Linked DNA regions of Mus musculus: regions 2 and 3 are each linked to region 1. The links are chromatin contacts, called in public promoter capture Hi-C maps. All regions are on one chromosome and are shown on one strand. Each heading gives the region's core, a stretch centred on a gene start, on an enhancer-like site or on the middle of the called end of the contact. The rest is flanking DNA. Distances are from core to core; before and after follow the strand shown.

The links. Promoter capture Hi-C pulls out the DNA fragments that hold promoters and counts their contacts.
Region 2: a contact with region 1 is called in a promoter capture Hi-C map of pre-B cells. The contact joins the promoter of Clptm1l here to the promoter of Tppp in region 1. A contact is called at or near these places in 5 of 39 promoter capture datasets (the C10 cell line, cranial neural crest, liver and 2 more), 1 of 484 Hi-C or Micro-C datasets (embryonic stem cells) and 1 of 9 other capture datasets (adipose tissue).
Region 3: a promoter capture Hi-C map of embryonic stem cells shows a contact between it and region 1, with 7 times the contacts expected there. The contact joins the promoter of Ahrr here to the promoter of Tppp in region 1. A contact is called at or near these places in 15 of 39 promoter capture datasets (the 3T3-L1 cell line, 3T3-L1-derived adipocytes, the C10 cell line and 10 more), 1 of 15 datasets of contacts at CTCF or cohesin (embryonic stem cells), 3 of 484 Hi-C or Micro-C datasets (bone marrow, cortical neurons and embryonic stem cells), 3 of 115 datasets of contacts at active chromatin or transcription factors (pancreatic cancer cells, pro-B cells and stem cell-derived neural progenitor cells) and 1 of 9 other capture datasets (adipose tissue).

What each region holds. Positions count from the first base shown.
Region 1 is chr13:74,006,614-74,011,501 of GRCm38.p6, reverse strand. It overlaps Tppp (tubulin polymerization promoting protein), which reads right to left and starts at 2,083. Exons shown (of 4, transcript NM_182839.2): 1 at 1,993-2,083. It overlaps Gm15912 (predicted gene 15912), which reads left to right and starts at 2,148. Exons shown (of 3, transcript NR_168519.1): 1 at 2,148-2,426; 2 at 2,508-2,683; 3 at 3,038-3,373.
Region 2 is chr13:73,601,497-73,606,384 of GRCm38.p6, reverse strand. It overlaps Clptm1l (CLPTM1-like), which reads right to left and starts at 2,383. Exons shown (of 17, transcript NM_146047.2): 1 at 1,986-2,383; 2 at 1,355-1,455; 3 at 1-163. The coding sequence starts at 2,147.
Region 3 is chr13:74,290,480-74,295,367 of GRCm38.p6, reverse strand. It overlaps Ahrr (aryl-hydrocarbon receptor repressor), which reads left to right and starts at 3,037. Exons shown (of 11, transcript NM_009644.3): 1 at 3,037-3,137.

The DNA of each region.
Region 1 (4,888 bases), core at 834-3,333:
CACACAAGTGCAGGCTTCAGTTCACAGAAACCACACCCTCTGGGACCCCAGCAGGGCTGCTCCATTCTATTCCTGCCTTGGACAAAGACACTACGGAAAGGCTTTCCAAGGGCTGCAGAGGTAAGATAGAGAACAGATCTGAGGGTACTATGGGTGGATGCTGTAGGTCTTCGAGGAGCTACCGTAGGTGGGAAATGCTCAGAGTGATGCCATTGGTGAAGGATGCCATAAAGAGACTCCTGCGGGTCATATGTGGAACTGTCATGGGTGGGGCTATTTTGATTGGGAGGTGGTATAGGTAGGGAGATGCTGTGGACAGGAAAAGTCCTGGCCATAAATAGAGAATGCTGAGGTAGCAACACTGTGACCCTTCTCTATGAAGAAACTGGTCTTTCCAGGTTGAATCGGCACTAGGAGCCCCCATGAGGGTGTTAGGGACTGGAAGCCATGTCTGAACCCTGGCTGTGGCTGAGCAGCTCCAACTCTTCCTTTCAGGAGGAAGTGGTAAGCTCCATTCTCCTGCATGGGGGGTCTCTGGGCACACAGCCTTCCTGGGCGAGGGAGATGGGATGGACAAGGCTGTAAGGTTCCCTTCCCTGGCAAAACTGAAATCACACCTCCTACAGGCTCCTCCTTCAGTCGTGCACTATAAATAGGACAGCAGGCCCTGCTGAGGAAGCTGGGTCTCATCCTCCCTGAAGCTCAGCAGAGCTGTCTGCAGGGCCCCATTCTGCAGACTTCTCCCAAGCCTCCACCCCTCATGTCTGGTTTCAGTGTTCTTAAACGGAATTTTCTAATGCTTATAAAAATTTCCAAAACCTTAGATGATAGTTAAAATAGCCATGTACCACAACCTCAAGAAATGGAGAAGGCGGACCCAAGGAGCACCAAGAGGAAAACGTGCAGCTGCGCAGGTCGCCCTCACTTCACCATCGGTTAAGACAGGGATTCTCAAAGCTGTCTATTCAAATACGCCACTTGAATAGGGCACCTTTTCTAATGGCGAGTCCCGGTGGTAATCAGGAGCTTTTCTGAATAGAGGAGTCCTTTAGAGACGCTCAGATTGTGCCCCTCCCCCTCGCCAGTCCTTCAGGGTCACGTGACGGGAGAGGGGCTGGCACGCGAGCAGAAACAGCAGCCGGCCGCCAGAGAATCCAGCTAAAGACAAGCAGGGTTTCGCGCCCCCCACCCAACTCTCCCCCGCTCCCCCAAACACACACAACATTGCTCCAGTCGTGGAGAGCTCGCGCCGCCTAAGAAAGCCACCTACACGGCCAAGGGAGCCCAGATACGCAAGTGGGCTCTGGGCCGAACGCCTCCATTCGCCCCAGGACACGCACAGGACCAATCACCAGGACACAGCCTGTCCAAAGCTGCGCCACAAAGGGTACTACTCGTCTTCCTCACCTAGTTCAAGGCCTCGTTTACATAACCGAAACCGCCGAGCAAGGGTCGAGTCCTCCCTCTCCTTCGCGCAAACGTGGGCATTCAACATGCGACCCTGACAAAACCCTCGCCATCTCGAATGAGAGATGCAGGCTCGAAAGGAGGGTGACATAGAGAACTGGCGCTGTCACCTGCAGGACGCAACGCGCGCTCAGGATTCTGGACCCATGAACCCCCGGCAGCTCCAGCTCCGGTATGCACAGCTCCGGGCGGTGGCTTCTCTTTACCCCGTTTTCCACCAGGTTCCACGAGCAGCGACCCGGGTCGCTGGCACGAGGCCTGGCACCTTGGTCTGGTGGGGAGCCGTGGGGTGTTTTCTGTCCACCGTATCAAGTGCCGACGCAATGCGCCTGGCTCAGTGTAAACGCATACCCATTCTTGACACCACTGCTCTGAGATCTCAAAGGAACTAGTTGCTTCAGCAACTAGACCTGATCTAGCCACTGCAGAGAGTGACAGGTGGCCAGCCTCACGGACCGGAGGGGTCCCGAGCCTTGGCCCCAGAACCGCGCCTCGGACCACGGACAGCGCCCAGCGCAAGCTTACCTCCAAAACGCGTCCACTGCTGCGCCTCAGCGACTAGACGCGCGCCCAGGGGCGCCGAGCTCTCAGAGCTGTCCGCCGGGCCCCGCCCTCCGGCACCGCCCACATGCCCCTCCTCCTCCCGCTCCGCCTAGGCGCGCACTAAGGCCCCTCCCAGCAGGAGCGCAGCGCACTGACACCCGAGGCAGCCACTGCCTTACAAGGCTGCCACAGGCACAGCCAGCCTATGGACGCCGCTCGACCCAGGGTGCGGTCGCTGTGGAGCTGTGGAGCGTGGGAACCGGGCTGAGGTTGGGGAAGAGCGACTAGGGCACACCTGGCCCTGGGGCCCCGGGCGTGCGGCCAGTCGCAAGTAGGGAAGCTGAGGCTGGTGGCGCAGTCGCAGACTACACTGCGCACAACCCGTTGCTGATCCCTACCTGCCTGGAGAGCTTGATGTGCGTGGTGAGATGCTGGCCACTCGGGTTACCTGCACGAAAAGGATCCTTAGAGTCTCTGCTGATTTTCCTTCCTTCTAGGGACGCTTGCCACGGGATCTCCACCCCGCTGACTCTGTGGTGAGGTCAGGGTCGCACTGGTGGCTCTGAAGAAGATTATGGGGTTAGCAAGGAGGCAATGGGGCTGGAAGATTTGGTTCAATAGACTCTTCAGTCCTCCAGGTTCTGTCTCAGACTCTAACCAAGTCACCCACTGAGTAAGTGTGTGTGTGTGTGTGTGTGTGTGTGTGTGTGTGTGTGTGAGTGAGTGTGTGTTGGGGAATTTTCTGAGTGTCTGACAAATTAACTCATGCTTGAGGAAACCTTGTTTTGAAACTTCAGAAATGGGGCCCACCTGAGCACTTGGAGCAAATTACCCCTCCCCATGGTAGTCTCTGACCCTCAGATCCCCCGGACTCTCTGCTTTCTTCGGCTACTCAAAAATGACTAAAAAGTTACTTCTAATTCTTGCTCTCCCGAGAATTCCCACTCACCATGGAAGCCATGTGAGTTCAGGACTGTGGGACTATAAGGAATGGAGAACCAGACCCAGACTCTCTCCTTTTTTATAGGGTCTTGGCTTGGCCACTTGCCTTATGTCCCACAAAGCCCCAAGTCCTGCTGTGATGGTTTGTATATGCTTGGCCCAAGAAGTGGCACTATTTGGAGGTGTGGCCTTGTTGGAGTAGGTGTGACCTGGTTGGAGTAGGTGTGTCACTGTGGGCATGGACTTAAGACCCTCACCCTAGCTGCCTGGAAGTGAGTAGCAGCCTTCAGATGAAGATGTAGAACTCTCAGCTCCTCTTGCACCATGCCTGCCTGGATGCTGCCATGCTCCCACCTTGATGATAATGGACTGAACCTCAGAACCTGTAAACCAACCCCAATTAAATGTGTCCTTTATAAGATTTGCCTTGGTCATGGTGTCTGTTCACAGCAGTAAAACCCTAACTAAGAAACCTCCCATTCTCTGAAAATCAACAATGTAAATGAAGTTCTGAAAGCTGAAATACATGTTTATGTTTCTATTAGCATGTTTCGAAATGGTGACTTTATCGTTAAATTTTATTTTTATTTATTGTGTGTGCATATGCCTGTTTGAAAGTATGTGCGCCATTTGCATGCTGGGTGCCCTCGGAAACCAGATGGGTAAGTTAGATTTCTTAGAGCTGGAATTACAGGTAATTGTGGGATGCCTAATGTGGGTTCTGGGGATTAAATACAGGAAGACTTGTATCAATATAATAAAGTTCTAGAGGCCCGGCTGTTAACAACCATAGTCCAAGATGTCAGCTTGACGGGTTCGGATCATGGCTTCTGACCTGACCCTCCTGCAGCATGACAGCTGCTGAAGTTTCAAGGCTCTTACCTGCGACAATCTGTATAGGAGACCTGCACCAAATCCAATGGATGTGCCTCTGGTGAGCATCCCTCATAGTGACCCAGCAAAACACCTCTGCTGGGGTGATGGTGGCCCTCCAAATTCACTACATTTGGAACCTCAAAATATGACCTTACATGTAAACAGGGTCTTGGTCTGGGGACATAGTTCGGGGGGGAAAAGGCTTCTTTTCCTGTTTGGAGATCCAGGACCACAAAAAGTCCATGAGGGTGTCTGCATTTGAAATTATTGTTGCTACTTTCAGATGGGAGCTTGTCTTAGATTATCCCAGTGGATCCTATATCCAGGAGTCTGTGTCCACATGACCCCTGCAGTATCAGAGCACATAACCTAGGCAGACCACCATATACAGGTTTAGGCTCCAGGAGATTTGAATGCTGCAGACCAAGGTGAGGTCCCGTCTTTTTTTGTGACAGAGGATTAGGTGAAATATGCAGTCTAGAGCAGTAGCCTAGCCAAGAAGTGTCCTATCTATGGACAGCATGGAGTCCAGAGAGGGAAAGAATGAATGATCATTAGCAACCTTCAAAATCTGAGAACAATGGTGCGGGGGTGGGGGTGTGTGGAGTGGGAGCTATGCTGAGTTCCAGATAAGAACAGGTTGTGGGGCTGGAGAGATGGCTCAGAGGTTAAGAGCACTGACTGCTCTTCCGAAGTTCCTGAGTTCAAATCCCAGCAACTACATGGTGGCTCACAACCATCTGTAATGAGATTTGATGCCCTCTTCTGGGGTGTCTGAAGACAGCTACAGCGTACATATAATATAATAATATATATATATTATGTACATATAATATAATAATAATAATATAAAATATAATATAACATATATAATATATAATAAAATAATATAACATATAATATAATAATAAATAAATAATAAATAATATAATAAAAATAAATAATAAATAAATAAATAATCTTTTTTAAAAAAACAACAACAACAACAGGATGTGGCAGAGAGCCTGAGACACTGTCATGTTTCCAACAGGATTGTGCAGATATTTGTTCCTGTCTCCTC
Region 2 (4,888 bases), core at 1,134-3,633, 410 kb after region 1:
GTTAATTTCTTCTGGTTTGGGGATCATGTAGGTAGTCAGAGTACTGACCACATGTACCTGTTTCCCATCTTGCCAGGGTAGAATCCCAGCATGATGTAGGAAAATATATGCATACAGCGTCCCATTGTTTCTTGTTTTCTTTGGTACAGAAACATTAACTGTCCTAAAACAGAAGAGTCATTTTAAACATGCATATGTTTAGGTTCCATGCTTAGTACATAGCCCAGACAGTCCTCAAACTCAAGTTCTTCCTGCCCCAGCTTCCCAAGGAGCTGGGATTAAAGGTGTGCACCACCATCCTGTTTTACATAGTTTATACACATGTCAGCTAATCATCACTTTAGATTTACACAATCTAATTTTAGTTCAGAACTGCTAAAAATGAAACCCACCTGCCTTGTGACTTTACTGACGTCAGAACACTACTGTGTCCTAAGCACTATGAAAGTTACAACACTCCCCACCTCTGTTAGAGCCTCAGACTACAATTTGCTTTAAAAGGCATGGTGGGAACTGCTACAGAAGCACACAGGGTGTAGACTCCTCTAAAGCTTCTAAAAAGAGTTGTTTCCACTGGGGAACTAAGAGGGCTCTGAATACACAGGTGCTGTCTCTACGGACTATTCTGCTGTGGTGTTTCTGGCGGGTACAAACAGACGTGGAGCTCAGGACCAGGACCACTCATGCTTCTTCAACTTCTTCCAGGCTCTAAAATGAATGTTTCACTATCTATCCTGGCACAGGGTGATGAATAGGAGGCGGGATTTGCCCCTATAAAACTAGTGAATGGCACCAGGACGTCCAACCTCCATTTCAAGAGGATGGGCATGGGTAGTTAATAACTACCCTAGGGCCACAGGCTAATAGGCATGGACAGTGATGCACTGGGTGGGAGCTAAAGACTGGTTGGCTAGTGAGCTTGATACCTGTTGGGCAGTACAGGATCTTGATTGGATGAGCAATTTTACAAATTTTATTTGAACTTTTGCACGTTAAAATCATATGTCAAATGCTAAGCCATGTTAATTCCCAAAAGTTACTGTATATAGCTGAGCATTGAGATTTATATTCTAATGCCAAAGGTCACTTACTTGTAAGTAACAAGTGAACTAACTACTCTTACTAGGTAGGCCAATGTATCATTCCTTGGGAGACTACATGGGCTGTAGTAAACCACGCTGCCCTTAGATTGCAGTAAAAGCTACTTGCTAAGTGACAAACACCTGTTACTTTCAGCTTGACTGTTTACACAGACCCTAGACAGGAGTGCTTCTATAGGATGTCCTCACTCTACATACAATGCTATCCATGACATCCTGGAACCCATCTCTGGCAATCTGTCCCACATCCACACCTTTCAAATTTGGAATCCACATCAAAGTCTTCCACGTTCAAGATCAGGTCCACATTGTTCTCTGCACCAAGGCTGGACCGTGTGGTGGTGTAAACACTCAGCTGGAAAGAGTGAGCAAGAATGAATAGCCAAAAGGTCCTGATAGAAAACATGTAACTATTGTGAGAGGGTAGCAATCTGAGGGCTACCTCTCAGAGGGTGAGCTTGGGCAAGATGGCCTGTGTGACACTGCTGTGAACAAGGAACCTAACTGTAGAGCTGACCTGTCCGGAATTCCCACTAGAAGCAGGAAGTGACACAGGTGATAAGAGGGCAGAGCTAGCAGCCTGACTCCCATATGGCTGGAGATCTCCTGTTAACTTCCACTGGGGTCCCGTTAGGAAACACGTGTAGGGCAACTGGATCTCAGTTATAATCGGGGTAGGGCAGAGCACCAAGGGGTAACAAGAGAGCAGCAGAGAACAGAGAAGTCTCAACTCCAGCTCTCACTGCCACCTAACCAGAACATTGGACAGTGACATCAGTGATAAGGGGCAAAACTGGTAGCCCGAAACCCTCTGACCAGTGCCAGTAGGGGGTGGGTGGTAGCACCCGGCCGGGAGGCGCCTTCTTAGGGCTCCCGGACGCTCACCTGCAGTTTGGGCCGCAGGGCCAGATAGGGCTGGATGCAGTTGGAGTCACCCGAGCACGGACGGGTATAGACGATACCGTACATGACCCAGCAGGTATGCACCACGTACACCAGGAACACGCCCACCACCAAGCTGGTAAAAGAGCTGCGGCCGCTCCACATGGCGCCGCAACCTGCGGGCCGAGCGCCGCCGCCGCCCGCCGCTCACGGGAGAGCCGCTGCGCGCCACCGCCACCGCCGCGGGGAAACCAACGCGCCTCGCGCGGGCCGCCGGCCGCCCCGCATGCTCCCGATAACCCACACCCGGCGCTGGGGGATTGGCCGGATTTGCCGGCCACCGCTTCCGGGAACCGAGCAGCTGGCGGAAGTGGACGCGCACGGCCCTCTGGGAGCCAGACGCTCCGCCACGCACTCGCAACCTCACGACGACCGCACGACCGGCGCGCGCGCGTGACGTCAGCCTCTTGCGCCGTACTCCCGGCATGCCTGTGGGAGCCCAGGTCCGCCACCAACCTTGGCGGCACCCGGTTCTTGGAAATTTTTTCTTTGCGTTGCTCTTCTTAAGGCCCTGTGCAGCCTTACGGCGGCGCCCCAGGATGATGGCGGGGACGACCCTGATCCTGGCTCTTCAAAGTCTAGGGGAGCGTCCAAAAGTTAAGAAAACACGGAGGAGACTCAGGAAACTCAAATACCGATTTCTCGGGTGTGAGGTTACTGTGTTGATAACATGCAGTTCAAGATGGCCAGAAAAGGTCAAAAAGAGTTTTTACAGGTCACTTGCCCCTTTTGTCAGAAGAATAAGTTCCTTTGCGGTAATATAAATCTTAATCCTGGCTAACATGCAAAGGTAGGTTATATCTCAAGAAGATCTTTTTCCCGGACTTCCCATTACTCATTCAGATAAAACCATCTGGGTTCTTAAATTTATTTATTCACTTTACATCCCGATGTCAGCCCCTACTCTCCTCTTATCCTCTCCCCTGTCCCCTCTCCCCTTCTCATCTCAGAAGGGGGTAGGCCACTCAGATAAACCATCGGAGTCCATTAATTGTTCACTTTACGTCCTGATGCCAGCCCCTACTCTCTTCCCTACTCCCTCTCCCCTTCTCTGAGAAGGGGAGGCTCCACTGGGTACCAACCCACCCCTGGCACATCAAGTCACTGCAGGACTGGCCACATTCTCTCCCACTGAGGCCAGACAAGGCAGCCTAGTTAGGGGAACGGGATCCACAGGTAGGCAACACTGGGACAGACCCGGGTCCATTTGTTGGGGAACTTGAATGAAGACCAAGCTGCACATCTGCTATATATGTGTTGGGGTGGGGTGTAGGTCCAGTCCATGTATGCTCTTTGGTTGGTGGTTTAGTCTTTGGGAGACCCCCAAGGGCCCAGGTTAGTTGACTCTGTTGGTCTTGTGGACTCCTGTCCCCCCCAGATCTCAATTCTTGCTCCAACTTTTCTATAAGACTCCCCAAGCTCTGTCTAATGTTTAGCTGTGGGTCTCTGTATCTGTTTCAGTCAGCTGCTGGGTAGAGCCTCTTAAGAGGACAGTTATGCTAGGCTCCTCTCTGCAAGAATAACAGAGTATCAGGTTCTTCTGGCCTTCATTTTAATCTTCTTAAATATTTCTTGGTTTAGGGTATACACAGTTTCTAGAGTGAAGTGGCCAGTGCTGTGACAGCCCAGGACGATGGCCTGCAGAGATCAAGCAAAAAATGATATTTCCTGTTTTCAGAAGCTTGTTGGCTGTTGGTGCTTTTCATTAGTGACCAGCTCCTTACTCTATGGTGGCCTCAGAAACTTAAGTTTTGGAGCTCATTGTTCTCAAAACGGCATTCTCATGTTTCTCACACGTGTAATCAGAAGTGTGATTGGGCATTTTCTAAAAATGGTGCTTTTAAATAGAAGGTTTCAGAAATGGAGCACCTATTTCAGCATGAGGGTATCTTAGGGTTTCTATTGCTTCGATGAACACCATAACTGAAAGAAATTTGGAGAGGAAAGGGTTTATTATGCTTATGTATCCACATCACTAAAGGATATCAAGGAAGGTTCTGAAGCAGAAGCCATGGAGGAATGCTGCTTACTAGTTTACTCCCATGGCTTGCTCAGCTTGTTTTTCTATAGCACCCAGGATCAACAGCCCACGGGTGGCACTGCCACATTAGTCATCAATCAAGAAGATGTACCACAGACCAATCTGGTGGGGACATTTTCTCAGTTGAGGTTCCCTCTTCCCAAAAGACTTTCAACTTGTGTCAGACTGACACTAAACCTCCTAGCACAGAGCTTGGGAGGAATCACGGGGACACTGGCTTCGTCTGAACAGGTGGGGACAGGGTTTGTGGTTACAAAGACAGGGGTGGTACTTGGTTACAAACTCCTTTGGGGCTGGAGTAGGATCATTGAATCCATCTGAGACTTCTTATACTTCTACACCTTTATCAAATGGATCTCTTCTTCAGAGTCATTTATTCCTATGATTTTGTCAGCATTGCAGTGACATTTGACAGTCCTATGTCTCTGGCCTTCCCTCCAGTTGATCTCGGTGATGTAACCCTAATGAACAGGAAGCCGTCAAGCTCTTTGTAAAATTGCCTTGCTCACAGGTTACTCTTCCTATTGTCGTCAGCCCGTGGACGAACCTATGATCTTCAGTAGACTGGTGGAGTGAGGCTCTTGGCAACTACAAATGCTAGGATGAAGGGAGGCCTCAGAATTGAGTTTCAGAACCTAGGAGCTCTGGGAATTCCCACTATTTCCCAAAAGCCTAATTTTTTCATCAGGTTCCAGGTCTATTTTTATACCTGGAAGGGGCTTGGTGGCACCTTGGTCACTCTCCATTTGTGTTGTCATCCTTGCTGGCAACTTCAGCTTCAAGAGTGGGCCATTTGCCATTTGGA
Region 3 (4,888 bases), core at 1,788-4,287, 280 kb before region 1:
GAGGCAGTTTGTGATGCTGATGAGTTGATTAGAAGGGACAGCCACTGGGTAGCAGGAGCTTCCCAGGGGTTTTCTATGCAATACCTGGACTTTTTTCTGTCCTTCAGAAAAAAAGGTTGGAGAAGACAGTTACAGTGGAGAAGCTTGACACTAGGTGCCTGCTGTGAAGAGAGAAGCCCACATCTATGCAAGGTTCTGACCTGGTTTTAGAGGAATCACTACTGTTCTAATGCTATGAAGAGATGCCATAACCAAGAAATATTATAAATGAGAACATTGAATTGGGGTCTGGCTACAGTTTTCAGAAGGTGAGCCCATGGTCATCATGGCAGAAAGCATGGCAACAGGCAGGCAGGGCATAACACTAGAGCAGTAGCTGAGAGCTTACATCTTGCAGAAGGTAAAGGCAGAGAGAGAAAAAGCTAGTTGGTAATAACGTTTTTGAAACCTCAAAGCCCCAGCTGGCACACCTTCTCCAACAAGGCCATACCTCCTAATCCTTCCCAAGCCATTCTGCCAACATTGAACCAAGCGTTCAAATATATGAGTCTATGGGAGCCGGTTTCATTCAAACCTTCACAAAGTGTACAGCACATTCCTCTCTGCCCAGTTCAGAAAGACATGAATGGGAGAGGCCAGGAGTAGTTGAAGTCATATCAAAGAAGCCCAGCTATAAAGAAAGCGGTTTAATCCTTCTGCACTTCCAGATGCCTCTGTCAGGTCTAGGAGCTGAATCTGGCCTTAGGTACCTTCCAGTGGCCCTAATCTGGGTGGTGTGGCAGCAGCTTTCTGGAACTGCCACATCCAGAGCAGAGTTCCTAGGGCTGGCTGTGGTACCTGGCATTCTTTGAATTTCCCAAGCCCTCAGCAGTACTCAATTCCTCACATGCAGAATAGAGGACAGCAAGTAGTCCAAATGAAAGGCTGTGTGTGTGTGTGGGGGGTGTCATTTGAATTTTAACCATTTTAGTGATGGGCGGGTGATCATATCTGTAGAGTATGCAGGGACCCTGGACAGCTATATGAATGGAAGTTGCAAGTGCAGGATAGTCCAGGAAACACTGCTGAGGAGGCCAGAGCCATGTTAGTGTGAAATACCTTAAGAGTTGGGGCTCCTAACATGGAGTGCTCTGCCTGCTGGGTCCTCAGGATTTAGAGGTGGTATTTCCTCTGGAAGGGTCATTTCTACAGAGACTTGAGACTGTGAGAAAAAGATGAGGAGCAACCGAAATTGGCGACCTATACCTCTGAAGGTATCAAGGACCAAGTTTCTTGCTGTGTTTGGGTAGAGCAATCCTCCACTGCCCTGCAGTCCAGGAATCAATAGTGGAAGTATCCCATTCCCATTGATTCTGAGGGGACAAAGTAAGTGTGGGGGGACTTTTATTTGTCTTAAGTGGCAGAGTGGAGGAGGGAGTGCAAGCTCTTTCTAGAAAGACCCAAAGGTCCTGAAAGGGACAGCAAAGCCCAAATTCTTAGGGTACCTATAGATGCCAGTGCCCCCCCCCCATCACCAGGTTATGCAGAGCAGAACCTCTCTCAGATACCATCACCACCTCATTATCACTGCAGTGATGGTGTTTGAGAGATACACAAGAATCACAAACTATGAAAATTAAAAACAAATTTACAATAACTTCAGTTCTAACAGACCAAGTTTTTCTAGGCATAGTTTACATTAAAAAAAAAACAGATTAAAATACAATTAATCATTTTTTTTAAAAAAACTGTGGTAGTGAGCCAGGTGGTGACGGCACACGCCTTTAATCCCAACACTCAGGAGACAGGCAGGTGGATCTCTGAGTTCTAGGAAAGCCAGAGTTACACTGAGAAACTCTATCTAGAAACAAACAAGCAAGCAAACAAACAAAACCAAAAATAAACAAAAAACATGGTAGTGTAGGTGCACGTTGTCTGATACAAAAACCCAATATAAATACATTTATCCAACCATTATTGCTGAGCCTCTGTTGTCTGCCACGCAGAGTTGTTTACAAAATAGAGAACAGAACTGCCCTTATGTTTCCAGATTCTCTGACAAAACTCGCGAACTAGTTGTTCACGTTCAGAGCTGTGCACAGAAGAGGCAAAGTACCTTTTACTTCTGAGATCCCAGGGCTGGTCCCTTGTTCCCTTGTAGGGAAGAGAATGCCTTCAGAACAAACAGCCAGTTCAAATCTAAGGAGCAGAAGCAAGCAAGGGTACTTTGGAGGAACCCTAGCCAATGGACAGTGTGATACTCGGGTGCTTCCCAAGAGCCTGAAACGTGGGCAGGGTCAAAATCAGGACTGGGTGCCTAGGTGGAAGGTGGGAGGGACTGGATGAGGGGTGGGACATGGAGAGCAGACTGCCCACACGAAGAACTTCAGAGATTCCAGGAGTCTCTGAACCTTGTGCTTGTTAGTAAGAGTCACGATGCCTAGGCCAGGCGGGACAGCCGAATAGGTATGTTTAGGGCTGAGCCTATCCACCATGTGGTGTCCTGAAAAGCTTAGACGAGAATGTCCCCTGAAAGACCCCAATGTACCTAATATTTCTCATTCTTGGTAAATTCTGTGTCAGAAAGTAGCAAACTAATACTTTATGCTTTGCAAAGTATAAACATACTGTATCTTTAATCTTTTTTATTTTCCAAACAACTCTATAGCGCAAGAAAGGAGGAACACGCTAAGTCTTGGTTACCTATTCTGATCTCATTCTCTGGCCCCAGGGGCCAAGGGGCCCCAACCCACAGCTCCGCAAAAGGAAGGACTCCCTGGATTTTCTTAGGACCAGGTGGGATTTGGTGCACAAACTGGAGGCTTGCTCTGGGATCTCCAAAGGCCCGGGTAAAAACATATTTAGGCACAAAGATCACGGGTACCCGAAGAGCAAGCGGTGACACCCTATCCAGGCACTCAGACCCGGGGACCCTAAATATTGAAAGGGCGCGTGGCAGGCAGGGACAAGGATGTGCGTGCGCCCTCTGCCGCTTTTCCCTTGCGTCTGCCGCTTCGGGCGGGGCGGCTCGCGTGCTGGGGTGGGGCTTTCCTTCTCTAGTCTGAGGCCAGGTCCCAGAGATGAGAGAGCTGACAGCTCCTGGCCTCCGCGGCTCCCTCAGCGGGCGCGCCCGATCTTCTGCGCCCCGCCTGCCCCGGGTAAGTACTCTTGGACTTCACGGGGCTCTCTGGTCTTTGCCTCTGCTGTAGCCACTCTGAGATTGTCCAGCTTGGTCTGGGGCCCCTTCTGCTACACATTTTTGCATCTGGAGGGTCCAGAATTGCTGAAAGTGATGGGCACTCCAGGGGCTTCTCTCTTGGCATCAGACCTTTGAGGGAAGCCAGTCAGGTTCTTCAGTTTTGAGGAGTCAGTTTTCTCTTGACTTGGGTATCCTGTCCCCAAACTCCTTCACTCCCGAAAATGAGCCAGGGAATACCTGTCCCGCATTGGAGAGTCCTTTTGCCTTGGACCTAATGTCTTTTAGAAGTTTTTTGCAGATGATGGCAAGGGGGCTCCTCACAGGCCGCCTTAGCTATCCCTGGGACTGGAGCACCACGGGCACAGCCAGCGAAAGTGGCGCAGTAGCAAGCCCTTTCATGGAGATCAGAGGGCAGTAACAAGGGATTCACGCTTTGGAGGGACTTCCACCATTCCGGGAATTGTCCAATTAGTGGCACCAGAAATATTTGCCTTCTCCAATTTTGAGAAGCAGAAAATTACGGTGTATGGCTTCTTTCAGAAAGAGACAGGACCCTGGTGTTGCTGAAAATCTTAGTGGTACAAACCCTGGAGTCCTCGGCCTTGTGTTGCTTCCCCAGTCCCAGTTGGAGAGCTCTCTCTATTGGGGACAACTCTCGTTCCCCTCCCGGGGCTTCTCCTGGAAGGAGGTTCAGGCTTTGCACAGTTCTAGTACAAGGGTCCCCCCACCCTCCAAAAGGTCTATTTTTTGCAGCTGTTTCTACGGTTTGGATTCATGAGATCTTTCTCACTTTGGCTACCCTTGTCCGGGGTGCGAGGTGTAACTTGGCTCCTCAGGACTGTATCCAGCTAAACTTAGAGGCTCAACTCTAGGAGAAGCTTATGTGTACACCTTGGGTGATACCCCAGAGCTTGGGGGTACTGTACAGTGTAATTTAACTTCTCCTAGCCTGATCAAGGAACTCATAGTAGGAGACACTCTAGGCCTCAGAGTCTGGTTCACTTTTGCCCATCATGGGGAGTGGCCTGCCTTGGTATGAGACCCTGACGCAGTGAGCAGTGGCTGTCTTTTTTCATGAGCAGGGGCATGGCCAAGTGCTGATTATTCCAGACTAGGATACCTACTGAGCTAATCCAGCAGCCCTGTGAGGTGTCTATTGCCAACCATCTGATGATATTGTAATAGACCATTTGACTGTGTCTGTGCAGAACTGGCAGTATTTGTGTTCAGAACTAGTATATTCTTTCTACCTTGTGTTCCCAGTAACCCAACATGGCCTCAGGGTTATCATGGATGCAAGACTGGAAAGAAGACTAGAATGTTGCTAACAAGCACACAAGGGACTGCTTTCTGTTTCTACTTTCTACTTATTTGTTATATATGACAAACAGTTGTTACTTTCACTTGAGAAATTTGGTCAGCTCATGTCTCAGTGAGTAGAAGATCCATAGGCCACAGAGGTCAGGCCCTGCTGTCAGCATAGGGTTTTCCTATGAAGATCACTCACATGTTTGTTGCCCATAGGCCCATGGCTCCTCTTTGACTACTAGAATCTCTGTGTGGAGGGTCTCCCCAATCAGTCTTCATTGAATAGATGTCCCCTATCTGCTTCTAGGGTATGGAAATGAGACGTAGTTGGCTCCAAGGGCCATTTGTGTGAAGTTGGTCTGATCCGATAGAGAAGGGCACACAGCATTTGGTAAAATGGAC